Linked DNA regions of Rattus norvegicus: region 2 is linked to region 1. A link is a contact called in public Hi-C data. All regions are on one chromosome and are shown on one strand. The core of a region is the stretch at or near the end of the contact, and the rest is flanking DNA. Distances in the headings are between cores, read along the strand shown.

What was found. Hi-C and Micro-C count contacts between places; a contact is called where the count stands out from the background.
Region 2: a contact with region 1 is called in a Hi-C map of kidney, with 7 times the contacts expected there. The contact joins the promoter of Pex26 here to the enhancer-like site in region 1. A contact is called at or near these places in 11 of 12 Hi-C or Micro-C datasets (the A7r5 cell line, the Rat2 cell line, frontal cortex and 6 more) and 1 of 1 datasets of contacts at active chromatin or transcription factors (oligodendrocytes).

Annotation. Positions count from the first base shown.
Region 1 is chr4:155,864,257-155,868,074 of GRCr8, reverse strand. It overlaps Mical3 (microtubule associated monooxygenase, calponin and LIM domain containing 3), which reads left to right. Exons shown (of 32, transcript NM_001415882.1): 21 at 3,734-3,818. Among named protein-coding and RNA genes, the nearest start is that of Bid, 58 kb to the right of the region's middle. Within about 2 kb of position 2,209, at least 2 of the 93 cell types and tissues checked have an H3K27ac peak or open chromatin away from gene starts, as enhancers often do. A contact at or near this core is called in kidney, where this site is marked.
Region 2 is chr4:156,085,155-156,088,625 of GRCr8, reverse strand. It overlaps Pex26 (peroxisomal biogenesis factor 26), which reads right to left and starts at 1,633. Exons shown (of 5, transcript NM_001106618.2): 1 at 1,100-1,633. The coding sequence starts at 1,317.

The DNA of each region.
Region 1 (3,818 bases), core at 960-3,459:
AAAAGCCTGGGCACAGGGCTGGAAATCCTGACTCCCATGAGCCTTAGTTAGACATGCTCAGTCATAAGATTGGCTGTACAGCAGTGTGGTCATGTGGCCAAGGGAGTGGGACCAGAGGAAATGCCCTGAAATATGACAGGGTGCCTCCACAGGAAGTACCCTGCGCTATACAGGAAGTACCCTGCGCTATACAGGAAGTACCCTGCGCTATACAGGAAGTACCCTGCGCTATACAGGAAGTACCCTGCGCTATACAGGAAGTACCCTGCGCTATACAGGAAGTACCCTGTGCTTCAGGCATCGAACCCGTGGCTCTGCAGGCTAACTCTGAACTGAATTACACTCCCAGTCTAACGTTTACCTTCCTATTTTGAAATAGAGTCTCACTCAGTTGCCCAGGCTGGTCTTAACTTGCTACGTAACTTAGGCAGGCCTTGAACCCCTGGATCTCCGACCTAGGCCTCCTAGTCCCCATCCCTCCTAGGAGACTGCATCCCTTTGCTGGAAAGAAGGAGGGTGGATATTCTTGTTAGATTTTTGCTACTGTGTGGATCCTCCTCACTTAAAAAGTGGCCCACTTTCTGCTGGTTCCTCCCTCAGCCCCTACAGGTCAGGGTAAACAGGGAGATCTAACGTGAGCCTTGAGGCTGGATGTAGCTGAGTGGTACCGTCCTCGCCAGGCATGCGTGTGGTGTCCTGGATTTACACCTCGGATCTTGTGTGATGTAAGAGCAGGGCAACCCTCAAATTAGCCCAGAGGTCCTGTGGTGAAGGTAGCCTGAAGGAAGCCTTTACTAGCTCCTGTGGGTGGCTCTTTGTCCTTCCTGCAGCTAGGGAGACCCGCTGTGCAGAAACAAACAGAAAGGCCTCTCAGAAATGCTTACACTTAAAGCCATTAGAGGAATGCTCCGGGGCTGACCTTTTGGCTCTCACAACCTCTGAGCTGTCGTAAAACCAGCTGGAGTGGCACAAACAGCCATCGTGGGGCTTCACTGTCTTCATCGCAGAGGGACGGATTCATCACGCGGATTATGTCTGGGGCGGCATCCTAAGGACATGGTATGGGTGAGGTCAGGCTGCACTCAGGCCCCTCTCTTGGGATGTCAGGCATGGTCCCTCCCAGCCTGTCTAGACAAGCTGCTGGGCACACTGAGGTAGAGGGACAGAAAATGTAAGACAAGTGCAAAAGTCTCCATGCCCTCCCTTTAGACAGGAGCAGTGCTAAGCAGCACTGACTGACTGCACACTTGATTGACAAGGTAAGCCAGTGGTGAAAGCATTCAGAATTCAGGCGCCAGGTTTTCTGTTGTTTCTTCTTACTTTTCCTCTTTCCTTGTGTGTTCTGAGGCATGGTCTCACTCTGTATCCCTGGCTGGACTGGAACAAGCTAGCCTTGAACATGCAGTGACCCTTGTCTCTGCCTGCCAGGTTCTGGCGTTACAGACATGCACCACCATGCCTATCCCGTCCGAGTCTTAGGTTTACACTTCAAACAGCCTCCTCCCAGGTCTCTGCCACACACACACACCCTCCCAATGCACACTGTATGCTATGTATGGTCTTTCCTGGGTCACCTTTGCTATTCCCAGTAGTCAGAGAGTACAACACAAGACTGCTCTACCTTAGCTGAGAGTGTGTGTCCACTGGCTGAGCTGTAGCAGGTCTCAGAATGTTCTTTGAGCAGTATATGGTAATACATACTTATAACCCCAGCGCTCAAGAGGACTGAAGATTCAGGCCAGCCTGGGCTACATAGTGAGACCCTGCCTCAGGGGGAAAAAAAGAACTCATGAATGAATGAGGTTGTGGGCCTGAGTAAACTGTGTAAGAAAGTAAGAGTCAGTCTAAGATCACCCCCACACCCGAGAGACGGGCACAGCCTGGCCTACCTGTGTAGACCTCAGCTTTATGAGGCTCAGCTGCTTAAGAGGGTTCTCAGGGGCTGGAGAGATGGCTCAGCGGTTAAGAGCGCCCGACTGCTCTTCCAGAGGTCATGAGTTCAATTCCCAGCAACAACATGGTGGCTCACAACCATCTGTAAAGAGATCTGATGCCCTCTTCTGGTGTATCTGAAGACAGCTACAGTGTACTTATATATAATAAATAAATAAATCTTTAAAAAAAAAAAAAAAAAAAGAGGGTTCTCAGAACTTGACATGCTCATGGCTCGGCCCTGTTGCCACGGGAAAGGATCATTAATGATTGACTCGCTAGAACAGAGGCAGGGGTGGTGGTGAGCATACGCAGACTGTAGTAGAGGTGTCACTGTGTCCCTGTGAGCGCTGGTTAGCCAACAAGAGGGACTGCGTCCTCATTTCTGACCCAGCGCACAAGTACAGTTTACCAGAAGCACCATGGGACTCAGTCACTTGAGAGGGACCCAGAACTTACTGGAAGCTGACGTTCTCGGGCTATGGCCTATACAGTGCAGGGACGGATGCAGAGGTTTAAGACCCCACCATGGAAAGATTTTCTCATGAGAAGTCCAGGAAGCTAGAAGATTCAGAGAGCCCACTGTCCTGGTTTTCACATGTGATGTCACCTTCACTGCAGCTTTGGGGTTTTTATTGGGACACCATTATGTGCAGTCATTTTTGATAGTCCTTGTGGTTAGTCTAGTCTTCAGGTCACCCTAAAGTCTCCTTTCTCCCCTAGGGGAGGGGGGGAGTCCTTGGTCTTCCTAGTGTGACCAGTCCCTGCGTTCAGACTTAGTGTGGTCAGACATCACCATAGATCACCCCATCAGACAGAGCTCCGGAAATGAGCACCAGTGCCCGCCTTCCAGCACAGGCTTTGACTCACCCCACATACAAAGGGGCTCACGAGGAGCTAAGCCCACCTTCACAGGAAGCTGAGTCTCACCAGGCACCCCACTCCTCATCCCTGTGGAGCCGGGAGGCCCCAAGTCCTGTGCTGTCGTAAAGGCACGTTCTTGTCCAACCTGGTTCAGTGCATCTTCAGACAGAGGACAGACTCACAACTCTGAAACAAATTGGAAACCTCTTTAGCAAGGCCATGTATGACTGCATCCCACATGTCGCTGGACCTCCTTGGCAGGGCCTGAATCAGAACAGAGGGTGGGTTCTTGCCTGTATCAGTAGCACTGACTCCATCCCAAGCCGAGCTGGCCTTGTGCTGTGTAGGAAACAAATGAGGAGAATGAACGAGGCCACAGAAGTGGTCCAGGGTTTCTGCTCTCCCTGTGCTGGGCGTGGGCCTTTACCGCACTTTACCTATGTGGCATGTTCCATATAGAGGTTGCAGCTTAAACATAGTTAGACCCTCACCGTCTCTTCTCTCCTCTCCTCTCTCCTCTCTTCTCCTCTCCTCTCCTCTCCTCTCCTCTCCTCTCCTTTCCCCTCCTCTCCTCCTCTCCTCTCCCCTCTTCTCCCCTGAGAGATTCTTCTGCCGCTGGTTCAGCCTCTTGGGGCTTCCTCCCCACCTCTACCCACCATGGTTGTCACTGGAAGCTTCTAGCCAGTCCACATAGAGTGCAGTTGAGTTCCTCCATCCAAACAGTGGCGAGCTAGGACCTTCTCTCCCTTTTGGATGTGCAGCGAGTAGCCTCTGTGCCCCACGGGCCAGGTTGCTCCCCGCCTGGCGAAGGGCGGCCTGGTCACTGCTTCCTCTCCATTGCCTTGTTGGGAACTGCTACCTGTGACCGTGGCTCTGAACCGTCCCTCTCCACCTGCTGTCGTTCCTTCACTCAAACTGGGTGCTTCCTTTCTCTCAGCAGTTCTGAGTCAGAGATGGAGGAGGAGGAAGAGGAGGATGAAGAGGACCAGCTCCCCACCTCTGACCTGGGCGGGGTTCCCTGG
Region 2 (3,471 bases), core at 384-2,883, 220 kb before region 1:
GTCTCAAAATGAAAAGGAAAAATAAAAATAAATAAAAAGTAAAACTATATCTAAGGGCTGGAGAGATGGCTCAGTGGTTAAGAGCACTGACTGCTCTTCCAGAGGTCCTGAGTTCAATTTCCTAGCAACCACATGGTGGCTCACAACCATCTGTAATGGATCTGATGCCCTCTTCTGGTGTGTCTGAGGACAGTGACAGTGTACTCACATACATGAAATAAATAAAATAAATCTTTAAAAAAAAAAAAAACTATATCCAAGGGCCACAAAGCAAAGCCCTCAACATTCAATGTGCACCCTTTATACTCCCTAAAAGCACAGTCAAGTCTCTCCAGTTTTTGTTTCTCTGCTGTCAACTCTGACTACTGTGCCTACTCCCTCCTCACCGTGAAGGTTTATACTCCACAGAGAAATGGTGCCCCCAGCTGCCAGAGGAGGCCAATGCATTAGAAAGAGCAATCTAAAGAAAGGGTTTCCTAAAGGCAATTCACCCAGTCCTTCAACAATACCAGAACAGTGTACCCCCACCCCCACCCCACACACCCATTTTCCATGATCTGCCAAGGCCAGGAATAAATAGGAGGGTTCCTCTTTTTTTTTTCTTTTTTTTTTTTCGGAGCTGGGGACCAAACCCAGGGCCTTGCGCTTCCTAGGCAAGCGCTCTACCACTGAGCTAAATCCCCAACCCCAATAGGAGGGTTCCTTTTTTTTTTTTTTTTTTTTTTTTTTTTTCCCCGGAGCTGGGGACCGAACCCAGGGCCTTGCGCTTCCTAGGCAAGCGCTCTACCACTGAGCTAAATCCCCAACCCTATAGGAGGGTTCCTAAAGGAGGCTGCTACCTGCTTACTTAACTTCCTCACGACTGAACACTTAACACACGTCCACCCTGTCCTCCTGCACTGTAAAGAATTGGCTGTGGCGCCCCTCCAAACTGTTGCATGATTTGACTTCAGTGTGCAGTATTGTGGGTGCAGGATGAGCAACCAGGCTCTCTCAGAGAGGATCCCCTAGGGAGGGCAAGGTGTTTGGCGCAATCTCGCAATGCCAGAAATTCTGAGACCGAGCTCCTCCCCAAAAAGGAACACAGCCCAGCACGTACGTGCCACTCGCGGGCTCCTCCGCCAGGCTCTGCCAGGCTCGTTCGCAAGTCTCTAGTGCGGCGTGGAAGTCCAGGTGCACCACCAACAGGTCGGCCGCCTCTTCCAGCAGGTGCACCGCGGGTGACACAGCCGGGAGGGCGAGCGCGGGCTCGCTGCTCCGCAGAGGGCCCACGAGCCCTTTCAAAGGGGCTGCAGAAGTCGAAGCTTCGCTCTTCATAGCCAGCCTGGCTTCGACCAGGTTTCTTCACACGTCAGGAGGACAGCTTCGGAGCTTCCTGGAAATCCGGAGTAGGCCTGGTAAATGACCCGTAAGCCTCTCACTCTTCCTCTCCACGCCTCTCCAGATCTTTTTCTAGGGAAGGAACATGAAGGCGCTGGACCCAGGCACAGCCTAACCTTTGAGGGACTGGCCTGTTCAAAACTTAAGAAGCTGTCGAAGGAAGGCCCAGCACTAGTTCCTCCTACCCATAGACCTGTGCTAGAAGCACCGAAGCACCCAGAGTAGAGAGGGGGACAACAGAGACGTGCACAGGGAACTCACGGCCATAGACAACTCCGCCCCACTCCCTTCGCCACTACGGCGCACGCGCGCGCCCTGGAGCTCAGGATTCTGGGAATTGTAGTCCTGGCTTCTTGGGCCTGTGAAGCTTCGGGGAACCTCTGGCTCCCAGAGACTGTCATCTTCCAGAAATAACTCACCAGATCACCAGCTTCGCGGTGGGAAAGATGGGGAAGCTGAAACATTAGTGAAATGCCTTTGTCCTGTGAAATAAGATCCATTCCTCGCTAACCGGAAGAGGACGGACGGAGGAAATTTCAGTAAGGAGGTGGAGCTGCCTGCACCTTTATTCGTAACCTCAGGAAAAGAAGAAAAAGAAAAGGAAAACTCTGGAGCTGGCTATTTCCTTTTCCTGGGTTCGATGATGCTATAAAGTGTGGCAGAGTGCAAAAACGCTTTCTGTCTCATTTATTCATCTCTATGAGTTAAGGACAACTATTATTCTATTTACAGATGAGATAGGTCACACAACAAATAAGTCACGAAAACATTGTTAAACCAAAGAAAGCACTTTTTTTTTTTTTTTTTTGGCTGAAAGGAGTGTCAGGGCGGAATGGAGTGTCAGGTAAAACTGATCTGTTATGGGGGCTGGAGAGATGGCTCAGCGGTTAAGAGCACCCGACTGCTCTTCCAGAGGTCATGAGTTCAATTCCCAGCAACCACATGGTGGCTCACAACCATCTGTAAGGAGATCTGATGCCCTCTTCTGGTGTATCTGAAGACAGCTATAGTATATATAATAAATAAATTTAAAAAAAAAAAAAATAAAGTCTTTTAAAAAAAAAAAAACTGATCTGTTATTTGTATTCAGCAGATGAACCAGCAACACACAAGTGAGTTACACAAACTCCTGGATCCTGTGTTGTATGTGTAAATAAGGATGTCATAAAAATAAAGCCATGCACGCGTGTTGTCATGCAATTCTTCAATACAGTACTGGACCAATGTAAGAACTGATGTTTTATGTATGTGATATGTAAAAATAAATATATATGTATATTTTCATGTGTTGTATTTATATTGTTCGTTGAGATGGCATTTCTCTGTATAGCCTTGGCTTTCCAGGAACTCACTCTGTAAACCAGGCTGGTCTCGAACTCAAGGATCAGTCTGCCTCTTCCTCCCTAGTACTGGGATTAAAGGAGTGCACTATCCTGCCTGGCTTCCTATTAAATCATTTTACACAGACTCATAAATCACCAGTATCTGGGCTCTTCTGACAGGATTTCCTAACTCTCCCACATTTTTTTTCTTTTTTCTTTTTTCTTTTTTTTTTTTTTTTTTTTTTTTTCGGAGCTGGGGACTGAACCCAGGGCCTTGTGCTTGCTAGGCAAGTGCTCTACCACTGAGCTAAATCCCCAACCCCACTCCTCCACATTTATACTCAGCCTTAGTGGTTCTCTGTCTTCTGAACTCTCTCCCAAGCTTTTGTAGAATCCCTTGCTCCCTTAGTGACTGGGTAAGACAGCTAGGCGCTAGGCCAAGACCGCCTCAGCTCATTCATACATTGCTGTTCTTTCACTGCTAACACTGACACAGCAGCCTTTAAATGCCTGCAGAAGGTCGTCACACAGCTGAGACAGAAATGTCAAGTCTGTTAAAGCCTGGTTCTGTGACCGTGTAAGGTGAAAGAACCAGGATGTAACTTGTTTAAAAATATATATATTGTTTAATTTTCCCCCACTGGGAACTGGAGAGATGGCTCAGCAGTTAAGGGCATTTGTTTTGGTGGAGGACCTGGGTTCAATTCCCAGCACCCACACAGCAGCTCACAACCATCTTAGTTCTCATACTTGTAAGCCAAACAGTCGC